Linked DNA regions of Capsicum annuum: region 2 is linked to region 1. A link is a contact called in public Hi-C data. All regions are on one chromosome and are shown on one strand. The core of a region is the stretch at or near the end of the contact, and the rest is flanking DNA. Distances in the headings are between cores, read along the strand shown.

The links. A called contact is a pair of places that touch in the nucleus more often than the background predicts.
Region 2: a contact with region 1 is called in a Hi-C map of leaf, with 2.7 times the contacts expected there. The contact joins the promoter of LOC107855661 here to the promoter of LOC107842310 in region 1. A contact is called at or near these places in 2 of 5 Hi-C or Micro-C datasets (leaf and placenta).

What each region holds. Positions count from the first base shown.
Region 1 is chr9:192,430,739-192,436,572 of UCD10Xv1.1, reverse strand. It overlaps LOC107842310 (putative [ribosomal protein S18]-alanine N-acetyltransferase), which reads left to right and starts at 3,577. Exons shown (of 2, transcript XM_016686076.2): 1 at 3,577-4,145. The coding sequence starts at 3,902.
Region 2 is chr9:193,024,300-193,030,133 of UCD10Xv1.1, reverse strand. It overlaps LOC107855661 (citrate synthase, glyoxysomal), which reads right to left and starts at 2,095. Exons shown (of 13, transcript XM_016700679.2): 1 at 1,554-2,095. The coding sequence starts at 1,802.

The DNA.
Region 1 (5,834 bases), core at 2,328-4,827:
TTTGTACTTGTGCCGTTAAAAATTGAAAGTATTGTGCACTTATTTAGTGCACAAAGCATAAATTGGTCACTTCTCAAATATATGACATAGATTGATCACTTTTTCAAAGTAACGATATATATCGATTCCGGACTCACTCAAGTGCATGAAAAAGTTGCTGGTTATGTTATGTACTCTTTATCTTCTTTGTCGTTGCATCATTAAATTAGAGGTTAGAAGAAGAAAATACTACAGTACTTTTAATCTGACATAACTTTTTTTTTCCTTTAGAGTTCAAATAATTGGAAATAACTTATTTTTGTCATTTTAAAAGTTTGATTTATCAATGTTACTAATGCTACAAAACAAATGACCCTAAACTTGACACCAAATTGTAACTTTGACCTTAAACTTTGACAGTGCATAAATATGATCTTTAACTATTCAAAATTACACAAATATGACCTCCAATCCTACGTGGCAAAACGTGTGTTCAACACGCAAAACTGGGCGCGTCCAGCTTAAAATCTAAGGGCATAATACATAAATATAACCTTAAACTTTGACAGTGCACAAATATGACCTTTAACTATTCAAAACTGCACAAATATGACCTTTAAATGACTCTTCACTATTATTTTTTTATTATTTTCGGCTCAAAGATGAAAATGGTATCTAATTTCTTTTGTCATTACGGAAAAAGAGCAATATTGATGATTTATTAATTAGGCGGGTCAGCCTCATATGGAAAAATCGAGTGGATATGTATATATATTATAAAGCAGAGGACGAATTTAAGTTGTATAATATATCTAAATATTATTTATTTAAATATTAAATTAAGGATGAAACTATAATAAAAAAAAATTATAGTTTTAATAAAACGTTATTAAATTAATGTTATTAAGGATGATAGTAGTAGTATATTAAATTAACGTTATCAAATTAACGTAATTAAAATATTATTAAATTAATGTTATTAAAACATTATTAAATTAACGAGGGGCAGACCTATGTGGTTGCCATGGGATTCACCCGAACCCCCTCGGTAAAAAAACTACGTTGTATATATATAAGATAGAAAATGTATATTTATGTACATATATTAATGTTGAACCACATGAAACAAGGCACTTAGATATCCCAGTGATGTTATTTGCTCTTCTTGGGCGCTTCTTTCAGCCTATTGTGCGGGTTCGATCCCTGCTAGTGGTTGTTTTTTTTTTTAACTAAAAAAAAGTTAGGTGTTGCTGCTATAGAAATAAATAAAATAATAATAATAATAATAATAATAATTTTTTTAAATTAAAAAAAAGTTAGGTGCTGCTACTATAGAAATAAATAAATAAAATATTATTATTATAATAATAATAACAATAATAATAATAATAATAATAATAATAATAATAATAATAAAAACGACGTCGTTTTAACAGAAAAAGTAAAACTTTGACAGTGCACAAATATGACCTTTAACTATTCAAAACTGCACAAATATGACCTCTCTCCAAGTTAACCCTTTTAACGACGTGGCATCGTGTGATTGGATTACCTTTCCACATAGGCGCAAGTGAGACTCACGCATGGGGTTGCAAAATCGGAGGTCATATTTGTTCAGGTTTTAAATAGTTAAAGGTCCTATTTGTGCACTATCAAAGTTTAAGGTCAAAGTTATAATTTGGTGTCAAGTTTAGGGTTATTTTTATGTATTAACTCTTAATTAAAGTAAAACGATCTATACTTTCTATCCTACATTAATAACTCACATATATATATATATATATTTGAAGGACTATATTTAATAAATCAAAAAAATTATTTTCTGACTTTTAATTGAGAAAATGTCATGTGACTGTTAAAATAACCTTTCTATCCTTAATTAAAATCAAAACTCAAAGGGGAAAGGATAAAACGACACTTCAAATTAAACTATTTTCATGAAAATGATCATTGAATTTAAATTTTACTTTCTAGCCATTTCAATTTACTGGCTTATTTTATAACGTTTCTACGCATCTTCTATACAGTTTCTATACAAATCTTATACACATAAATATTCTATTCGAAAATTATACAATTTTGATACACAATATATACAATACAACAACAACAACATACCCAGTGTATTCCCACAAAGTGGGGTCTGGGGAGGGTAAGATGTACACAGTCCAAACAATAACTGCACTTTTTTTTTTACACATTTTATACAATAATTATATAATTTTCATACACTTTCTATATATATTTTATATATATTTCATACATATACATATTTGATAGAACTATACAATTTATATACATATATTTTATATAGATACATATTCTCTTTAACAATTATATCGTTTTTATATAGTTTAATAATTATTTCTAAACAATAAGAAAAAATAGAATATTTGATCAATCAAAAAATTTATAGCAAAAAAAAATTGAAATATTTTTAAAAGGGCCGAGTTGCCCAAGTTGAATACTGTATCAATATTGTATATAGACTGTATCAGTATTGTATATGGACTACGTAGGCCAAAATGACTCAAATTAGGAAATGACTATAAAGCGGAATTAGTATATCCGACTGACCACTTTTTGGAAAGTTTTCAAACTTGGGCTATTTGTTTTAAAAAGTGTTATAAAGTGTTCCTCTTCCCAAATTAAAAATCGGAGTAATTTTTTTTTTAAAAAAGAAAAGGACATGGGCTGGCCATTTTGAAAAGAAATGGCCAGCAATTTAAAAGTTGGACAATTGAAGCCAGTCGGCCCAATTTAATTCCAATTTTTAGTCATTTAGTTCGTCGATCGCATGTAGACTCTATACCCAATTGATACACTTTTATACCATATTGATACATTTTTATACTACATTGATACACTTTAATACCACATTGATACAGTTTTATACTAGATTGATGCACTTTTATACCACGTCGATACAGTATATATACCACATAAATACACCTTTTACAGAGGAATCTGAAGAAGAGAAATAGAGGATGACTTGTAGAAAGTGAATGTATGTATAGAAGAGAAAAATAGCTTTGGAGTTACAGAAATAACGTAATGTACGAAGAAGAAAATAGCTATGGAGTTACAGAGATGGTGTAATGTACGAAGAAGAAGAAGAGAGAGAAAGTGACAAAAGAGAGGATTTGAGTTTAGCCTAAAAAAAATAAAAAATAAAGAGAGAGACTTTGTTGTGGATTGAAAAAGAGTTACTTTTTAATACTCTCTCCGTCTCATTTTATCCGTCCTAAATTGAAATGATACATCAATTAAGAAAATAATGATTGGTAATGTAATTTTATCATTTTGCCCCTCTTAATTGTGTCTTGTTGTTAGTTTGAATACTGATGGATGACTAATACCAAAACACCATTTATATTCTTAATAGTGTACTTTTAATGGTACTTATCTTTGCAACGTTTTTCTTTTTCAAGAATACTAATAATAAGGAGTAATTAATTATACAAAAAAAAAATTATCTCGTCTTGATAAGTAAAAAAGATAAAATAAAATGGAATAATAAATTAAAAAATTTAAAACGAATAAAATGAAACTAAGGGAGCATATAAGGTCATTAGTTACTTGAACAATAAACACACAAAAAAGACAATTAAGCACAAGAAACAGCTAGTTAAATTTAAAGTGGGTATTCAAAAGTACTTCTGCAGGTTAGACTGAAAAAAGAAAGAAACCTAATTTGCGAGACTACGTATAAATGATTATGATGGTTGCTATTTATTGAATTTTTAAATTTAAAATTAATTTTATTAAATTATTTTAATTTTAGGTGTTATATTTGTCCTCTCCAACAAAAAATACCCGACCCATTATACAAGTTGATTCTTGTGTTTTTTTTTTTTTTTGGTCAGAAAGTTGATTCTTGTTAACCTAATGCAACAACAGAGAAATAGGAAATCCAAGAAAAATGGTAACAAGAGTAATAATTGAATTACAAAGAAATTCACCAAATTGGTCTAAATTAGTTGAAGACATAGTGAGAATAGAGAAAAAGATTTTCCCCAAACACGAATCATTAGCTAGATCTTTTGATGAAGAACTGAAAAAGAAGAACAGTGGGTTGCTTTACATTCAAATGGGTGGAGATGTTGCTGGTTATGTTATGTACTCTTGGCCTTCTTCTCTTTGTGCTTGCATCACTAAATTAGCAGGTTTGAATAAGAAAATTCCTTTTCATCTTGCATACTTTTTTTTGTTTGGGTGTAGATTTTTGTGTTAGTAATTGGTCTTATTATTGAATTTAATCTGATTATTGAGGCATTATAGTTGTAGTAATATTCTTGGATCGGATTCTATGGACTCGTTTTGTATGAGGGATAAGGGATAACTAATCTTGGAATAATTTTAGGATGAGTTTATTCCATGTTTGGTTGGAATTAGTTATTCCGGAATTGTAGTGTTTTTTAATCCCATATTGAGGGTGGGTTAATAAGGATAACTGGTTCACCAGCCAAATGAGCCTTAAGAGCTTGTTTGGATTTACTTATTTTAGGTGCTTTTAAGCTAAAATAGCTTTTAAGCTGTTTTGTAGTGTTTGGAGAAAATAAAAAGTGTTTTTAAGTACTTGTTTTAAAGTCGCAAGTTATAAGCTCATTCAAATAGGTTCTAAGCTGCTATATGAGATTGTTTGGCTGAGGGTTTATCAAGAACAACCTCTCTATCTTCGCAAGGTAGGGGTAAGAATATGTACACGTTACCCTTCCCAGACCCCAGTTGTGGCATTACACGGGATATATTGTTCTTGTTGTTGTTAAATGTAAGGAGATAAAGTGCACTCATTGATTGAGAGATCCTAAAATTGAGGTGATGGGATCGTGGATGTAGTTCCTTGCTAATCAGTTCTTGTTGGTTAGTGTGGAATTTTAATTGTAACTCTTGGTATTCTTGGATTGGGACTGAAGTTGAAACAGTATGTTGGAAAGTTGAGATGCTTTAATTACTAAGTAGCATCTGATCCATTACCATCTAACAGTGTTTATCTGAAGTTGCAGCTCAATTGCTGTCAGATTACTTCTCGACATTTATAAAAGAGCCTATAAGTTTAATAGCAGGCGAAATGACAACTATGGCCTCTCTATTAGTTGTCTAACATGTGTAACTATTGCTAAGCATATCGATTTTGGGATGGAGAAAAGATTAGGAATCATTAGATTCAAGGATACTTCGTTTCTAGAGGCACTACTGTGCTTGCAATTGGTAGTTGACACTGGTCTATGAAACTTGTACCAGTGTGATCCACATTAGGTTGGGGATGAACTTTTGCACGACGAGGTAGAATTCACAGGATTGGATGTGACCAATGTGATTTAAGATAGCAAGTTATAATCACGAGGAACTTAAATGCGTCTCTTTGCTAATGTTTGCGTATGAGAAAGAACATCAGAAGTGTGAATGTGACTATAACTTGAACATTCAATAGATAAAAATACCTATTTTGGAGTAGTTCATCTACAAAAAAGATGTCTTTCTAAGAAGAATATGCTTGAATGCATTTGCCAAACAAGTTCTGATCTCTACGAACATAGAGGTAAGAAAAATTGCTTCTGTTGGAATCTGCATCATTTTTTTTTTGAAGGATCCAAGTCTCTCAGTTAGAGTGGTGTTATGCATTTTTCCCCTCCGAGGAACTGATATGTTAACAATGACCTGCTGGCACCTCTCGGACGAAGAATTGAACAAGGTGTTTAGCAAATGTGAAAGAGATGCTGCCATTTAGTTTAGCTGCTCAGGATTTGCATGACTCCATAGGCTATATCATACCTAACCAAAATATGTCCTCCCTCAAACTAATTAAAGCTTACTGTATATACTATTGAGGAAAGAACAAATCTTGAAATAGC
Region 2 (5,834 bases), core at 846-3,345, 600 kb before region 1:
AAAATACTACAACTTACAATCTTAGAATATTACTAGAGCCAGCACGATCGTTCTCATACTAATGAGATAAATTTTGAAACTGAAACTGACGGAAAAAAAATTGAAACTGAGACAATCAAAAAATACATCTAAAAACATGGATCAAAGTTATTACATATACTCTCGACAGGTGAAACGTCACAAGTAAAAATCAATGGAGTACAGAAACCATTGTTATCATAAACAGAGATCAAAATTCACAACGGAAGATTCATAATTTGATGATTGCCTTTTTCAAGTCGGTAGCTTTAATAGTACTAGAGCTAGCACAGTAGTACTTCCTTTACTTTTACTTGTCACGTTTCTCTTCACAAAAGTCATTTTTTTAAGCTTCCGAACTAAAATGAATTAGATTAATTTAATTCTTCACATCTAAAACTTAGATCTTCGAAAACTATAAAAAGAAAAAACTATAAATTTCAATATTTCTTATATTATGAGATTAAAAAAAATACATCTTAAAATATTGATCAAGATTCATATCAGATTGACTCACGATAAGCCACACGTGACAACTAAAAATAAATGGAGGATAAAAATCGTCGTTATCGTAGACAGAGATCAAAATTGCATCCGAAGATTAGGAATTAGAGAGTCAATTTAACTGATCTTGAAAGCTAAATTAAATTAGATTAATTCAATACTTTACATTTGAAATTTAGATCTCCCAAAATTATATAAAAAAGAAATAACTATAAACTGCAGTATTTCTCATATAAATGAAATGAAACAAATTGACTCTCGATAAGCAAAACTTGACAAGAAAAAATCGTCGAGGATCAAAATTCAAGTGGAAAAATTACATCTTAGAGTCAAAAGTGATGATTTACCTTCTTCAAATACGTGTCTTTAATAGTACCTTCTTAACCGGATACTTCTTGCTAGAGCCAGCACAATGGTACTCGTTCAGTTCACTTTTATTTGTCACGAAAATCAATTTGACTAATCTTTAGGAGCTAAATTGAATTAGATTAATTCAACATCATTTAAAATTTAGATCTTCGAACAGTATATGATAAATTGCATTTTTTTCTCATATTAATGAGATAATAAAAAATACATCTTAAATTATTGATCAAAACTGACTCTCGATAAGTTAAACGTGACAAACAAAGATAAAATAGGATCGGAAGAATTGGAATTTGATGATTTACCTTCTTCAACTCAGTAGCTTTAATAGTACATTAGAGCTAGCACAGTAGTAGTTACCTTCAGTTTTATTTCTCACGTTTGCTTCACGAGAGTCAATTTGTCTAATATTCAATGCTAAATCAAAATAAATTAACTCGATACTTTATATTTAAAATCTAGATCTTTGAAAACTATACAAAAAAATGGATAATCTGCAATTTTTCTCATATTAATGACATAAAAAAAACAACAAAAATATTGATCAAAGTTGATACAAATTATTTGTCTCTCGATAAAAAAAACGTGACAAGTAAAAGTAAACCGAGATCAAAATTCAAGCGGAATAATAGTAACATAGGAAGATTTGGAATTTGATGATTTACCTTCTTCAAATCAGTGGCTTTAATAGTGCCTTCTTCGGAAACCTGAACCGGATACTTCTTACCTGTCCGTTCATCGAAGATCGTTAAAGCGCCTTTTACATTCGGCGGCGGCGGTACAACGGCGGAGACGACGGAAGTTTCTAGAAGTTTGGAATCGGAGATATTGAGGGAAGAAGTAGCTGCGAGATGAGCTGAAAGTACCGCTAATCTTCCTCGAGCAATTGTTGATGATGAATTTCCGTTTTCCATTTTTGTATATTTTTTCTAGAGAAATTTTTGTGTTTGATGATCCTGTGTTGGTTGTTTATATTATATTGCGTGTGTGAATTTATTGATCTTAGGTTATAATGGAAATAAAAGTGGGGAAATTGATGAGCAATTTGTGGTGAATTACTACTGGGAAAATGGTCCTATCTGTTTTGTTTGTAGTTTTTTTCCTTTTTATGTTTTTTACAACGTGTCATGGTAATTCATTATCCAAATATTTGGGTTTTTTTTACCTTAAGTTAGTTGAGTGAGTGATTTTACACGTAAAAGACATGAGATTAATTCTTCTTTGCCAGCAACTTTCTCAATTTATAACTTCTTGTATCGAGCATTTGTTAGTGTGGTTTAGTATGATTTTTAAGTTATTGCACGAAACGGATTTACTTGATGCACAGTTAAAAAATAAAAGTTTTTTTCTAAAATTTCCACAAAAAAAGGTATTTTTCCTCAATATTTGATGGTACATTATATTTGATTAAATTTAAATTCATACAATACTAAATCATTTTTAAAAGTAATGCTCCTGACAATTTTTTATTTTTTTTTCTAGATCTCAAACACAAAATCTCTAAGTAGCAACGAACAAATCTCAATTACCCTGTTACAACCCATATTGATTTTGGCAAAGGTATTCACTATTTTTTTTTTACATAAACTAATCGTGTAAGTCGAAACTTAGTTTAACGTTGGTTAACTGATTTGTGGCTTAAAATTAAATTATAATATTATAAAAAAAAATATTGAATACTATAAATAAATTTTTAAAAAATATTAATATTAAACAGAATTATAGCGTATATGTATTAACTAAAAATTTTAACACTAACATAGTTAATAAAAAAATCGGCACTTATGCAGCCTATGCATGTGATCGAGTTTAAGGCTGCATTTGTTTTTTTTAAGATTCAGACTTCTGAATCTGAATGCACGTCTGAATGATGAAGATATTATCTCTAAATATGAAAACCGAATGATTAAAACTGTTTGTTTTTCAATATCTGAATGTGCAAAAAAAATTATTTGTATATATAATAAAATAAAAAATACAATTCAAAATAAAAACTAATTATATATCAGAAAAATATGTAATTTAATACAACAAAATTATATTATTTGATTGAAAAAAATATTTATGTTTGTTAGTGATAGTGGAGATGGTTTATAATGGTGGTTGCGGTGATAATGATTGATGTTAGTGATTAGTAATATTAGTGGTGATAGTTGTGATGGTTGGTATTATAGTGATGTTATGATGGTGGCGGTTGATAGTGGTGGTGGTGTTGGTTATGATGTGACGTTGCTTGATGTTAGTAGTTGGAGGTGTTGATTGTAATGGTTGAAAAATGAATGCATGATGGTTGACGATGTGTTGATGCTAGTTGGAGACGTTAGTTGTGATGGTAGAGATGGTTGTTAGTAGAGATAAATTGTGGCGATGATAGTGATTGAAGTGATGGTAGAGGTAGCGTTACTAGTGGCAATGGTGGTGGTCGCCGAAGAATGTGTGGAGGTTGTGATGTATTAGTGGTCGTAATTAGCGGTGGTGCTAGTTGTGATAGATGAGTTGATTCCAGTAGTGGTTGATGATGGTGGTGCTGTTGACATTGGTGGTGGCGATAAATATAATTAGAAAAATAGAAGTAGTATGTGTGGTAGCGATATTTGTTGTCGATGATGGTTGTGATGGTGGAGGTGGTTGGTGGTGGTGGGTGCTGGTTGACAATGATGGTGGTGGCAGAGTTGGTGACTGATGATTATTATGAATAGAGTGACGGTGAATATTATTCAACACCACAATACCTCTTCAGACCTATTAAGACTTGATTCTAGATCTGAATGATTAACCTATTCAAACCTATTAACAGCTAAAATCTTAATAAAAAATAAATGTAATTAATGGTCTGAAATCTGAATCATTCAGATTCATACCTCCATTAAGTGCAAACAAATGAGTCGTAAGTGTTTTTTTTAAAAAAAGAAATGTTAGTTTGGCTCGGGTTTAATATCATATTACGCACATACAACGTGTCAATCTAACTAACAAATTTCGCTGGCCGATAAAATATTCATCATTTATCGGTAGTGGACCTGAACAAAATAAAATAATTTGAGGAAGAGAAAGAAATTAGAGAAAAACAGTAACTCATAGGCAGCAATTGTATCGTTCGTAAATTTTTATATCGTGAAATTTGACATGGAAGTTTTTCTAAAAAAAAAAGAAAAGAAATATTAAAAATTACTTTTTTCGTCTCATATTACTTGACATATTTGTTAAAATTTTATTTCAAAATAATTGACATATTTAAAGAATGAAAAGATTATTGAACATCTTTTTTCATATTTACCTTGCTAATTTAATGAAAGAGTAATTAACTCCAATCAATAGTAATAATACTTAAGAATGTGCATTTAATGGAATAACTAGTACTAGTACCCGCGCGATGCGCGGTCGATATTAAATGAAATTAATTATAGAAATTACTATCTTATTGATTTTATATAATAAAAAATTTATTCAATATCGTTCACATATTTGAAATTAATAAATTTATGCAAAATAAAAAATAACTATTAAAATATTAAACTTAATATCATTAATTACATAAAATTTAAATATTTTTTTTCAAAATTTAGTATCCACGTGCAAATAATATTATATTGTAATATAATTACTTGAGAATATTAGATAATATTGTGATCTATATTGATTTATTTTGTAAAAAATTCATAGAATTACAAAAGAAAATGTATATTTAACATAATTATTATTAGTTAAGTGACTTACTTCTAAATTTGGTTAGAAAAAACAAAAAACTAATGAAAGATATGTTTTAGAGTTATGCACATGAGGCTTCTCTATAAAATTTTAACTTGAAATTTAAATTATTTTATATTAAATATTTTAATTTGCACCCTCTTATCAAAAGGAAGAAAGCAGTTCCCCTTCTCTTTTCTTGTCTTAATAGATTTTTCTTTCAAAGTAAATTTTGTATTTCTTTGCACGAGCTTAGTCATAGTATATTTTTTATAAATTTAAAATATATTTGCGTCAAGGCAAATATTTTGAGTAAAGTCTCAATAATAGTCAATTTCCCCTCTCTCATATATATTTTCTTATTACCGTTTTTTCAATAAATAACTTATAACATTATCTAAAGTCATAACTTGTTTGCATGATTTCACAATATCCACTTATTCTCTTATGATAATGGACCAACAAATATTAATGAATCTTATTGTATATTATTTTTTCGAATAAATGGATTAGTCCTTCATAGTTTTGAATATTCACTCTTCAACTCTATTTTCGATCAACCCTATCATACTTTTTCAATTTACTCAATTTGAATGAAATTATAAATATTAATCACTATCAAAATTGAATTCCCTCCCATTTTAGAACATTCAACTAATGCTTAACCCCTCATATTTATCAATACAATAAGATATTAATCTTATTCATCTTAATCCTTTATATTGTACAAAGTAGATCAAAATAATTAATGCACTAAAAGATTCACAATATTCTAAAATTAGAGTTATAAATATAAATATAAACATGATTGAACTCATTGCCTGTTTATATCAACTAAAACAAAAAAAAGAACAAGAAAGTTTGTAGCATATAATCTCTCTCTATATATATAAAAGTAAAACATAAGCAAGACAAGATGCCACGTGTCAAGCTATTAAAATAGCCACGTGACAATTTTTAAGACAATATTAAAAAATATTTTAAGACAAAGTTAAAAATATTGTAATAAAAATTTTGAATTGAAAAATTAAGTATTTGAATTTGAATAAATTATCCTTTTACAAAAAAGATTTTCGTTATCTTAAAAATAAAAACTAATAATTAAAGAGTTCTAATAGATATATATTATTTCAAACTTATCTCTTATAAAATTTAAATGTTATAAAATATATTTAAATATAATTTATTTACATATTAGGGAAAGATAAAAATTATTGATGATAATAATAGTAATGATAAATATGCATTTAATTTTAAAA